Regions from separate parts of the Sus scrofa genome. Here region 2 is linked to region 1. The links are chromatin contacts, called in public Hi-C maps. All regions are on one chromosome and are shown on one strand. The core of a region is the stretch at or near the end of the contact, and the rest is flanking DNA. Distances in the headings are between cores, read along the strand shown.

Evidence for each region. Hi-C and Micro-C count contacts between places; a contact is called where the count stands out from the background.
Region 2: a Hi-C map of embryonic fibroblasts shows a contact between it and region 1, with 2.2 times the contacts expected there. The contact joins two enhancer-like sites. A contact is called at or near these places in 1 of 47 Hi-C or Micro-C datasets (embryonic fibroblasts) and 2 of 2 datasets of contacts at active chromatin or transcription factors (alveolar macrophages and skeletal muscle).

Annotation. Positions count from the first base shown.
Region 1 is chr15:7,634,921-7,641,526 of Sscrofa11.1, reverse strand. No RefSeq gene overlaps it. Among named protein-coding and RNA genes, the nearest start is that of GTDC1, 91 kb to the left of the region's middle. Within about 2 kb of position 3,141, at least 4 of the 83 cell types and tissues checked have an H3K27ac peak or open chromatin away from gene starts, as enhancers often do. A contact at or near this core is called in embryonic fibroblasts, where this site is marked.
Region 2 is chr15:8,053,134-8,059,739 of Sscrofa11.1, reverse strand. All of the region lies in intron 12 of GTDC1 (glycosyltransferase-like domain-containing protein 1), which reads right to left. Among named protein-coding and RNA genes, the nearest start is that of GTDC1, 330 kb to the right of the region's middle. Within about 2 kb of position 3,514, at least 24 of the 83 cell types and tissues checked have an H3K27ac peak or open chromatin away from gene starts, as enhancers often do. A contact at or near this core is called in embryonic fibroblasts, where this site is marked.

The DNA.
Region 1 (6,606 bases), core at 1,892-4,391:
ATGCAGAGCATCTTCTAGTAGCATCTATGGTGCAGTCCTTATAAAAGAAGGAAGTAGTTCTATTGCCTGGGAAAGAATAGTGAGGACCGGGGACTCACTTGCTCTGTGATATAAGCATATGGATTTCATTTTACTTAAAAATCTCTGATAGAAATTGTACCTTTTCTCATGCCTCCTACTGTCCTTCACTGCGGGATATATTGCGAATGGCAGACCCAGATTTACCTCTGGCCTACACAAACGTGCTGTTATCTTGCTGATTGTTACTGTAAATTACTGACATCAGCAAAGTTTTGTCAGGAAACTGAGGTAATTGACAATTCCAGAGAAGTTGAAGAAAAGGCATCCCAGATTACTTTGGGCTCCTTCCTCTTTTTACTTAGTTCATGTTCCCCATCTGAGTCATTGTTAAAATAGTTTAAAGGCTACGCTCACATTCAGTACTAGGTAGAAAGCTAATTTATTCGTGTTTCCTTTAACCCACCTCACTTGGATTGTAGTGAGTTTTGCCTCACTAATTTTACAATTCAATCAATATCTAGATGACGGTCGTGGAAGTTGGTGCTGCTACATATAATTAGTGGTTATTTGAGAAACGAAGTTGTTAATCCAGATGGGTAAAATTTGTGCTCCAATATAATCTCATAAATGGTTTTCAAAGCTCTTCAAGGGTATTGGATTACAAATTTCTGGTTTGCATTGGGGTCCTTTCACAGTTCCTTGTTTTTAGATCACTCACTTTCTATGTTATTTTCTTGTCACTGAATTGTTCCTCTGTTTGGCTAATGATCGGGGTTGGTAGGAAGAGGTTTTCCCACAGGACTCACACATTTTCTGGGTTCGTCCTGGGTCTCCAGCTTTCTGCTGGGTGCTGGAGTCAGAATGTTCACAGTCATGATCTTCCAGAAAGACATCACCTTTGTGAAACCAACCCTTGGATAGTGCATTAGTGAAGCATGTGCAGAAGTCCAGAGGAGGGCACATCTAAGACTAAGGTTTTGTGGAAGATCGTCTTAAGGCAGTGACTCTTGAGCTATGCTCTGAAGGACAAAAAAAAAAAAAAAAAATAGAGATATGTTCAAGCAGAAAGCTGATTTAAAGGGAGGCAAGGAGCAGTCAGCTGATGAAAGCTTTGTGGACCAAGCTAAGGAATATGAATTGTATTTTGGGTGCTTTGGGGAACTACTGAAGGATTTAAGAGAAAGGTTTTGGCATAATCAAATTTGCAGTAGTTAATTGACTCAGCGAATATTTATTGAATGTCTACCTGGTGTCAGTAACTCATGGAGAGGTGGGACTATGGACAATGTTGTCCATACCCTTCAAAAGCTTACAAGGTTAGTGAGGAGAAGATAAACATGAAAGCATAAAAGTACCAAAAGAGCACTTTTGGCCAATGTAGAAATGTGGGATGAATTAGAAGATGATAAGACCACAAGCATAGTTATGGGTGGGCCTAGTTGTTTCTCTTGAGCACATTCTTTTCAACAGTATTTAAGGCGCTATGTCAACATAACAGTTGTTAAGACTGTGATGAAACAATGTCCAAAAAAGACATATGTGAAGAATATTAAGAAAGAGCTCTAAAGAACTTAAAAGGGGCATTCTTCCGCTAGCTCCTCCATCCACCCTCAAGTGACTGCTCTATTCTCTGCTGTGTTAGGATGAGGCAGCACCTTGCATGGGACGGGGGTCAGGTGCCCAGTGAAAAGGCTGTGAGGACGATTCTTAAGAGCTGATGTAGCCTGAAAGAAGGGGGGTGATAACAGTGATGGAGGAAGAGGAACAAGTAGGAGAGATAATGGGGAGTATGACTCACAAGACCTGATAACCCATTTAGAGATAGAGCAGGATGACTCTCAAGATTTCCACCTAAGTGACCCAGGAAGTGACATTCATCAGGCTTTGGTGGGGTTGGGTGGGTGGGAAGGCAGGAGGGAGATGTGCCCATGTCCATTTTGGACGTGCTAAATTCCAAGTGCTTTTGAGACCGTCAGGTGGCGATGCCCAGTACTCATTTGCATGCACTCGTCTAGTGCACAGGAGGCAAGTCTTACTGCGGAGATGCATTTTTGAGACTTTGTTGAGTCACTGAAGCAGAGTGATCAGAATGAGGAGAGCAGAGAGCCCCAGAGGGACCCTGGAAATGCCACCATTTAAAGACTGAGTGAAGGAGGCAGAGCTTGGTCAGTGGGTAGGAAGAAAACCAAGACTGTGGTTAGGGATTTAAAGGAGGATTTTTAAAGAGGAAGTCATCAATGGAGTTAAAAGCTGCCTCTTCTGTGTGTAAAGATGTGCTATGATTTTCAAAACAAATTAAATACATTAGGTGGGACTGTTATTGCTAGTTACATGCAATAACTGACTAATGGCATATAAAAAATACCACAAAGCTTGGAGAAAAGCAAATTAAACCAGGCTTTTAAGATGATATACCATCTTCTAGAAATAAAGTGCAAAGGACAGCATGCTGGCCTCTGTGAAGAAGATGTGGAGTTGGGTTTGCTTCTCTTCAGAAAGAGGTGAGAGTTTTTCAGTGAACTACTCCCTGACCTTCATACCTGTACTTCCGCGACCCCTTCATGGGTGGGTGGGCAGCAGTATGCTAGGAGTAACAGGGCAGAACAAAGCTCACGTGTACATCTGAGAACTTGACCCAGAACCCAGCCTCACTGATCCCCAGCTTTAGGCCACTGAGGACCAGAGCAGTTTATCAATATATCAGAACACACTTCAGCTGACTCCCTCCTGTCTTGGGCTTTCATGTTAACTTACCCCTAAACTCCCAACATCCTCCCCAAATCTCAGGGATGTGAGTATATTGCAGGAGTTACTAGCTGATTTCCCAGGAGACTTGGGGCTGAGAAAGGTTAAGATCAGACTAATCAAGGGAGAGGGCACATTTCCCTGATTTCTCTTACTGAATTCACACTCCAGAAAGAGCTGCTTGGATTCCACCCCTTTCCCTGAATTTAGCAATGTTACTGTACGTCTCTCTGAAATTTCCTACCTGAAGCAAGCTTTTGGTTCCCACACAATACCCTCTTCCTCTGTTCTCTGCTCCTTCCATTATCTTAGTCTGCCCTCTAACACTTATTTCCCAATTTATGTTTTTCTTTCTCATTTCCCTCTTCTTAGCACTGACATGAGCCACAAACCTATAACCATAATGTCTGACTCACTTGGTGCTTCTCTTGTTAATGGACTCCATGTGGAACAGGAGGCAGGAAAAAGACTCCTTACAGGAAATCAGACGATAATGCTTGCACTTTGGTGCCCTTCAAAACAAAAATTTAATTATCCTAATTAAAAAGATTACCTTATAGAAGACATTTGGTGAAAAGAGCAGGCAGTTTGTCTTTTTTCCTGATGACAAGCATCTCAAAACCAAAAGGGATATTTCTGCTGATATTTATCTGTTAAAGCCCAGGCACCGAGAGGATGGTTCGATCCAAAATTGATCTTGATTTTGAGACCAACCCAGGGACTGAAAACTGAAAGCCTGACTGTGGTTTGTTTGGGGCATATATTGGTTTACCAGGGCCACTGTAAGTACCACAAATTAGGCGTCATAAAACAACAGAAATGTATTCTCACAGTTCTGGAGGCTAGAAGTCCAAAGGTTCTGGAGGCTAGAGTGAGCATGGCTGCTTTCTTCTGAGGTTTCTGTCCTATTTCTCTGTCCTAGCTTTTGGTGATGGCCAGAAGCCTTGTCCTTCTTTGACCAGCATCCTTGTCTTTCTTTGACTTGTGGCTGCCTCACTCCAATCTTGTTGATTTCACGTGGCATTCTCCTTGCATGTGTCTATGTCCAAATTTCTCTATTCTTATAAGGACACTTCCCATGTTAGATTAGGGCCCACCCCACTGACAACCTCTGAACTTGGTTTTATCTGCAAATACCCTATTTCCAAATAAGGTCACATTCACAAGAATCAGGGGTTAGGACTTCAGCATGCCTTTTGCAAGGGACACAATTCAGCCTAGGCAGGGGATTAATATCAGTCACCCTCTGCCCTTCCTTTAGGACCTGCCCATGAGCTCCCAGCTTTCTGGGTCAGCACCTGAAATCCAGACCTTCTCTTCTCCCAATAAAAGGGGACTTGCCTGTACCCCACCCCCTCAGAGCTCAACTCACAGCTATAAATTCATCAGTTAATCTAAGGGAGGATGACAATAGGCAAATATTAACCCTCCCAGGTATTTGCATTGAACAGATGACTTCCTGGAGACAGTGCCTCAACCTAAAGTTGCTGGTGGAAATTTTGCAGTGGGTAACATTTCCTTTTAGGAGGACAGGTCTTTCCATGACCCTCAAAACATCACTGTCTCCTCCATGCTGTGAAAAGGATGGTTCTTGTCTATCTGTTACTTTCTTAAAGAAAAGTTCTTACCACAGACAATTTGATCCATCTTTGCATTGCTTGCATTTATTCCCCCATGATTGTAAGTGTGCCAGGGGAGGAGATTTGCTCCTCACCAGGAAGTCCACCAAGTGAAAGAATTTTATCTTAGAAAATGCCAACCCAGGATCAAAAATGAGGACTATAAGCCTGCTCTAAACCGTGGATAATTTTCAAAGAAGGAAGAGGCAAGAGGAAGAGAATTCGGTTGCTAGGAAAATAGAATAAAATAAACATAAGCTCCCTCCCCCTTCCCCATTTTCCCATCTTGGGGTGGGCTGTGCTTCCCAGTCTTGCTGTGGAATGTTTGTCCCTCCCATCACAGTGGTGACAGACTCACAGGGATGCCTGCATGTCTGTCTCACAGGTGTGGCATGTGATACTTGCCAGCTTAGTGAGACTTTGGAAGAATTTCCAACAGTGGTTGTAAAGAGAAAAGGGGAGAGATAATAGTTCACTGGCATCGATAATCTACTTCTCCCACCAGCAGTACATCTGAATAATAGCCTCAGCACTTGCCCTGCTGCACCCCCTCCCTGGCTCTGCCACTGTCAGATTCTTTTTCCTTCTCCACAACTGGGAACTCTAGGGAGCAGATTGTTTTGGCTGGAATTAGCCAGGCACAGATGGTACCACCTGCTGCATGTTCCTTACTTCTTATTGGCTCCTCTCTCAGCTTGGAGAGTTTTTGTATTTTTCAGAAGTTCAGGGAAAGGGGAGATGGCTGGGGCCCTTGCTCATGCCTGATTCTAGCACAGCTGTTCTGAGCAAACAGGCAATGGTGGGGACCAAAGTGGGCCGTGTTGATCGGGGCAGGTGCTTTCAGGAGAGCAATCCACTGTGGCGGCCTTTTTGCAGTACTCAGTGCTTTAGTTTCCAAAATACAGATTTCCTTTTGCCCAAATCCTTTCTGTTTTCTAGGCTGACAGATCTGCCTGTGACCAGACACGAGGCAGGTGGTCTGGTGAGAGTGTGAGAAGTGAGATTTCTCTTATCTAAACTCAGAAGGGGCACAGAAGTCTGCTGCCCACTTTACAGGGGAGGGCAATAGTTTGGACCACAAATTGGTCACTAAATTCATCTCTGGGCTATTCACTGGGAACAATAACCCATGTCTCCTGACTCCCACAGGGGAAATCTCACAGATATATATATTCAATTTTCTCACCTATGGAAACATGACGTTGGACACGAGGACTTAAGAAGTCTAATTCCTTATAATTCTCTGAATTTTATCTGTCAAGTTGTAACTTTTTTTTTTTTTTTTTTTTTTTTTTTTTTTGCGTTTTTAGGTCTGCACCTGTGGCATATGGAAGTTCTCAAACTAGGTGTCCAATCGGAGCTGCAGCTGCCAGCCTATACCACAGCCACAGAAACATCTTAACCTACTGAGCGAGGCCAGGGATCGAATCTGCATCCCCATGGATATTAGTCAGGTTCTTAACCTACTGAGCCACAAGGGGAACTCCTTTCAAATTCCTGAGTGCTTCCTTCTGGACATTCACAGAGGGAGTCCCTCGTAGGGCTGGGACATATTCTCTTATTCATCTGACTTTGGCTTCTATCCTTCTCCCTTTTCTATGCAATTGGTTAGACTGATGTTTTTATGCTCAAAAAACCAAACTCATTCCTGCCTCAGGTCCTTGCACCTGCTCGTCCCTCTTCCTGGAACACTCTCGCTCCATATCTTCCCTCAGCTCCCATCTTCTCATCCTTCAGGCTCGACTCAGATGCCATGCCCTTACAGAGATTTTCCCTGATGCTCTCCTCCCTGTGCCCCAGCTGAGGCTGCCTGTCCTCCAATTCCATCTCCTTCACTATGACATCATCTTCTTTCATTTTCAACAAAACCCTTAGCATTACGTGTACTGATCTTATGTAATTGTTTTTCTTCTTCTTCTTCTTCTTCTTTTCTTCTGGCTGCATTTGTAGCATATGGAAGTTCCTGGGCCAGGGATCAAACCCATACAATAGCAGTGACCCGAGCCACTGCAGTGACAATACTGGATCCTTAACCTCCTGTGCCACAAGACAACTCCTTGTTTTGTTTTCTATTCTACCTTTTCCACTAGAATGTTGGTTCCTTATGGTGGGGATGTTGTCTGATGGCCACTAAATCCCTAAGAAGTAGAAGAGTGTCTTATATAGCATCCCTAAACAGAATGCACATTATTGAGGGAATGATATAGTTTTGTGTTTAAAG
Region 2 (6,606 bases), core at 2,265-4,764, 420 kb before region 1:
ATGCTATTAAACGTTTCCCCAAGTTTTTTGGAAATCAGTGTGATAGAACTAAATTTTCTCCCACCCAAACACCGCTTAACTCATCTGTCCCTCACCCCCTTCTGCCTCGGAAATAACGAAATAACCAATTGGAGATCAGGAGAAACAGTTTTCACTCCAAAGCACAGGTAAGAAGTGAAAAGGAAAGCGTCCTAGGACTAGCGGGTGGGACTGAAATAACAGGGCTGAGTAAGCAGTCATAGGGGAGTATTTTAAAATTAATAGTCAGAATCCCTACGGGGGTGGGGGGCGTCCCCGTGCCCAACCCCACTCCATTCTCCGTTTTGGCTTAAATTTTTTTTTTTTTTTTAAAGGACAGGAGGAGGGAAATTACTTTTTTGGTTTTGCTTAGTGCATCTTCATTGGATTCTCTCACGGAGCACTGAGCCTGTCGGACTCAAAACCAAGTTCAATAAAACACTTAAGAAGAATAGAGAAGAATTCTGCCCGCCGGGGCAGCGCCGCCTTCTCGGAGGTGCGGAGGGGGACCAGTTAAGCCTGGCACCAAGGAGCCGGGGAAGCACTGGGCCTCCCGCCACGTGTGCGTGTGTCAGCATGTGAGTGTCTGTGCGCGCGTGCGGGGTGCGTGTCCGTGAGGGTGCGTGACAGTGTGCGCGTGTCGGGCTGTGCGCGCGCTGGCGTGCGCGTGCAGGCGAGGCTCTGCCCGGGAGTCCGCGCGAGTGTGAGCGGGAGCGCGGCGGTGGCGCGGAGCTGTCTTGGCCCTGCGGCCTCGTGGTTCCTCCAGCTCAGCGCCGCAGAAGTGGTTAGGTCTCGACTTTGTGACCTCGACGTCCCCCCTCCGTCCCTTTTTTTTGCGCCGGAAGAGGTGTAGAACTACCTCCAGGCGCTTTGGACGGGACCGAGCAGGGCATCGAGGGCTAGCGCCGCCGCGGACGGGAGCTGGGGCACATCGGCCCCGGGGAGAAGACGCGCGGTGAGCGCCCGCAAGCCCCGGAACCGCTCTCAGACTCTCCGGCTCTCGCAGGCTCCGGCACCTCTAACCCGACGCTGGGCGCAGGCTCGTCGGAGGCTCGGGGCGAGTGGGTCGGGTTCCCGGGCGCGCGCTTTCGGGTAGGCGAGCGCTCCTTCCGTCCGGGCCCGAGCACCTCGCTACCGACCCCTCCCTGCGGCCCAGCCGGGCCACCGGAGTCCCCAGCTTGCGGCTCGGGGCCAGACCCGACCAAGGGCGGAAGACCCGAGAGGCAGGGAGGGAAGACCAAAGAGGTAGCCAGCCCCGAACAAGGAATCCTTAATTACAGATTAAAGGCAAGCAAAACCGTACACCACATTTTCCACGTGTCAGCTGATGGCAGGGACAAAAGGGAGCACAGAATGTTGGGGGTGAGGGGAAGGTACCTTCTCTTTTTTTTTTTTTTTTTTTTTTTAAACCCACCTCTCCCTCTTTATCATCGGTGCGAATGTAAAATACATTAGGTAGTGACTTTGGGTAGGTGGTGCCTGGGGCCAAATCGCAGCTGCTCGCTCCTCGTGTAGGAGGACAGTTTGCTGACGCGCCCAGAGGTCTGGGGAACCTCTTGGAAAAAAAAAAAAAAAAAAAAGTGCTATATATACTCCGAGTACATTTTGCTTCCTAAAACCTCATTACTTACACATTTTTAAGTTTTAATATTTAGTGCTTAAAGTGTAGCAATTCATTATCTTCAGTGAAATACTATAGGGCGCGCGTGCGCACGTACACACGCACTTGCATATTTTGTTTTGCAATTTGCAATTTTGTAGATTACTTTTTCCCCCGCCCGGCCTGCTATTACAAAAATCTAGGAGAAAAGCCAAGCCGATTGAAAACCAGGGAACATAGCTGCCAGCACCAGAGACCACCAGGTACCCTATGCCTCTGGGCTCTAGAGGAAAAAGGAGAGATGTATGCATTGATGCCTTTACTCTTAATTCATTATGATCACAAAACAATCTCTACCGTGTGCCTGGGATTTAATACACCAGTTCAACTCCATGACGTCTTAAATTCTTCACCGAGGGTAGAGAATTGTTCAGAAGCCAAAGCTCACTCTGTGACCAATACCAACCCCTAGTTCTGTGCCCTCAATTTCTAACACTGAAATTAGAGCGATGACCTTTGAGGGGCACCCTGAGCCACCAGGCATTGCACTCACTTTTCTGTATTTTCTTCCTCTCGTTGCTGGGTCAGTTTGAGAAACAGGAATGTGGGATTTCTTAATCTGTTTACTGATACAATTGATGCAGCAGGTTGGAGGCAACAGAACCTACTGCTTTGCTTAGTCATTTTACCAACCTTCCTTTTTGTAGCTATTTTTCCATTTTTTATTTGCAGTTATTTTCCTCTGGTGCAATCTTCCTCAAAGCATTAAAACAAAACAAAACAAAAAACTGAAATTCTTTTTCATGTGGTTCCAGTTAAGTGATTTGCCCACACCACCAAATACTGCTATTTGCCTTCAAGATTAATAGCTGCATATCAGTAATTCTGAAATACCTCCTGGTCCATATTTTCAACTTAAATGATTCTTAGTTATTGGCCAGACAAATGCCTGAACCAATAAGTTTGTGGACTGGTTGCCAGCCAGATGACAGCAGCATTAACACTCAGGGAACACAATTAAATTTCTGCTCTAGTCTCTTCCATTGTAGAAGGTACAGAGCCTTCCTTAATTTGCCACCTTCTCCAAAAGTGGTGGTAGGTGAGATTAATAAATTGATGTGAATCACACTAGGTGCCCAGCCCACCCTTCTTCTGATACCTATTTAGGAAAACCTTTAAAATCTTCCTGGAAGCATTGATTTAGCCACACCCACTCCACTTTTTGACTTACCCCTTCACTAACACAAATAAGGTGAAAGAGAAAATAGGAGTTTTTCTTTTCTTACAGCATTCCAGTGTTTGAGAGGATCATCCTGCTGTCCTTGTTTTAGGCCAGTTCATGTTTTTACCACCCACCAAAGAACAGCACAGGGTTGAGTTTATACGAATAAATGATGTTCATGACTGGGTTTCTAAATGCCAGAGTTATGATTTATTTTTTTAAATGGGTGGAGAAAGGAGAGCGGCAATAAAACTAGCCCCTAAGTCACTCCAAATCCTTGGCTTCACACATCTATGCGGTTGTTAAATTTTTTTTTTTTTTTTTTTGGTCTTTTAAACTTCCTCTAAATTTCATTGAAGTTCTATTACTAAGGACTATTTTTTGGACCACTTACCTGTGTCCATAGTTGCAAACTGTGTTTATTATAATTAAATCTATAAAAAGCATTATATGTCCCTTTTTTACTGTTTATAATTGTCTATTTATCCCCCACCCCATTAAGAATTTCACAATAAAATCCTGTATGAAATAAATTAAAATCTGCAACTTCAGACACCCCAGGAAGAGAACATTAATCCACTTAGTAAAATACCCAGACCTCCCCTTCTCAAGTTCAGCTCTTCTTAATGTAACATTTAGTAATCGCAGCTGGCTCCTTACACTCGCCTCCCTCCCTTTCATTCTGAATCATATTGGCCTTGTTTAACCTTCATTTCCTTTCCTACCCCCCACATTTGTCCATGTACTTTTCTTTGACCATGTTTGTCTCTCTTTCTTTCTTTTTGCTGCCTGGAAAGAAAGCAATAACTAGAGCTTTCTAAGACCTTGACGCTTTCTGTTAAAATCCCATTCCCTCCCCATCCCTCTATTAATGCTTTGTACAATTTTTATGTATCCTTCGGTTGTGAAGTTACTGCTCTATATTTTTCTGATTGATCATTAAGTTACGCTGGCTTTTGAGAACCGCCTCCATAATCCTGAAGCAAAGGCTTTTTACTTGGCGTGCTCTTTGCCTTTGGAATGCCTTTCCTGGCAAGGACAGGCATTTTGGTTTGACTATGATTCTTAAGTTACAATTCAAGGCTAATTTGTTCAGTTAGGTTTCTACTATAAGCAGCTCTGCTTCTCACTGTTAAGTGCTCCACAAAGCTGCTTAGTTGAAGGGTGTGCTGTGAGCTCACGATGTAATATACTTATATTGTACTTGATTATCAGTTTTCAAAAACAGCTGCATGCTTTGATATCCGTGTAAGGAAATATCAGGAGATAATATACCACTGGTATTTATTACTCTATAATTAAGGATGTGTCAGTGTTTCTCTTTTTTAAAAAAACCCCTATTTTCAGAAATTCATATCTCAGGCATAAATTTCCCTATGAATTACAGTCTAATACCATATTAGAAGTATCTTCTTTTAAAGTTATCCCTCCCCTTCATTTTCTTTCTCGGGAACTAAGTTTCAGGATGTAATTTCTGGGTTATCTATCTGGGATGAGAGGAATCTGGCCCTATGTGGCACAATTAAAGGTGCTTCTGCTGCTGATGCCACCTGCTCCCTCTGCCCTTGGCCCTTTGCACCAGGCAGCATCATGGGGGCAGCCTTGTGGATAAAGGGCCAGCCTTCCATCTCTGAGGATAGGCAACTTCTCCTTGTGTGACGTGAAAAGCAAGAGAGAAGACTCACCTGTTCAGAAACATCACAGGTACCACAAAGCTTGAGATCTTAGGACCAGGAATCAAGTCTTTTGCATTCCTCTCCTCATGGTTACTTAGAATACAAGTGTGGCCAGGCCAGGAGGAACAGGAAATAAATCTACAGTCAGGTACTAGCAACTTCCTCATCCGTGTTGTTTCTGATCATAAAAGAAACAGGAGGAGAAGGAAAGGGGGAAAGGATGGACAGACAGAGTCCCCTTCCCCTTCTTGAAAGGATGGTCTGAACCAGGTGAACTGACCACTTCCTTAAAGAGGCTGAGTCCTAGACCTGCCTCTACCACCATGGGAGCCAAAGCAACTCAGCCTTCCCTCAGCCTCAGTTTCCCCACATTGCAAATAGGGAGGTTACAAAAATAAATGCTTACCATGAGAGCCAAGAAAGTTACATGATGTATAAGCCCAGTGGAGTGTAAGACCAGAGGAAGTGCCAGGGGCCTGGGATGGATGTAGAGACTGAAAACCTCCCTACAGGTATGATAATGGTCATAAGAATACTTAAAGTATCGGCAACACCACAGAGGCTCTCATTCCCCTTTTAAAACCAACCATGTGGGCCACCCCTGCCGCTCATTGCACTGTTTTGCCTGGTGAGGGAAGGAAGAGGAGGGAACCAGTGAGTTATGAACACTGAACTTGGTACTTCCTGAAAGACACATAAGTGACAATGACACCATCCCATGCAGGGGAAGACTTAGACAAAATTTCTTTCTGTTTCTATGAGGTAGTCTGGCTCCTAAATAAGCCATTAATACAATGCCTTAATTTTCTCACTTGTGAAATGATGATAGAGATGCTACATTTTCAAACATAAAGGACCTCAAATTCCTAGAGAAGGGTATTACACAAGGATTCCTAGTAGAAATCACATCTTCTATCACTCCACCATAGGTCTGCTATTTAAATGCAATAACTGATAGTACAGTAAGCATTGTAGATTATCTCCTAAGAAACAGCATTTTTTTTATATCAGTTTATAGGAACAAGGGTGAATCTATCTCAGGATCGAAAGTCATTACCAGAGATATGGGAGAGAATAAGGAATCCACTCAGGTAGTGACAGGTGATGGAAGGACCTCCAAAGGTACTGACCCCCAATTCCATTTTAGGAAAATGGGCTGCAAGATGAGTGGGGATCTTGATCCCTGAAGTTGTATGTAACTCACATGCAACCAGAGCATCCTAGAGGTCCTGGGAGGGCTCCTTTTCGTGGGGTGATGGCAATGAAAGTCTTGGTCTTAAAGAGGAAAGGGGACAGGTAACAGGAGAGGAAGTGGGCAGAGCGGTTAGCAGCTCAGACAGCTCTGTGCCCTACCACAAAGCTTTGCATTTTTCAAGATAAAAAGACTTGTTCATGTAACAACTTACTTTATCCTCCTTTTTACTTTTCAGAAAGGAGTTTATAGAGCTATAGTTTTCCATCTTATAATGCCACAGGTATTAGTTAGAAATGGTGATAGGCAATCCCAAGAAAAAGGAATCCATGGACAGTCAAGTTCGATTTTCTTCATTGCATGGCGTCCGGGGTCAAGGTTAAGTCCTTGGCTCCTGGTAAGCAGAGGGAAGTTTTCTCATGCAAGACTGGCAGTTAGGGTTTTGGGACTCTAAGAGTCGAGTGGAGAAATATTAAGGATGGCATGGTAGCAAAGTGGTATAGCTCCTATATTATACATGGTAACCAAAGTATCTATAGCTCTTGTCAAAACGTATATCCAAAAATAAAACTTAAGATATGTACAAATCCATAGAGAGCAGAATTTAACCTTTGTGTGCAATGACCCAGTTTAAGAAATAGACCATTAATCATATGGTGAATGTGCCTCTCCCAGTCACAAGTCTATTTTTCCACCATCACTCTTCTGACTTAACGATTATTGTAAATTTGGCATTAACTCCCAAGGTTTTGTTTTACTTTAATCATATATGTACATATCTTTGAACATCATGTAGAATTACTTTTATGTTTTGAAACTTTCCCGGTTACATTTTAATGAATAACTTTGAAGGGAGGGTACATTATAGAAGCATTAGTTATCCTGAATCTCAATTCAA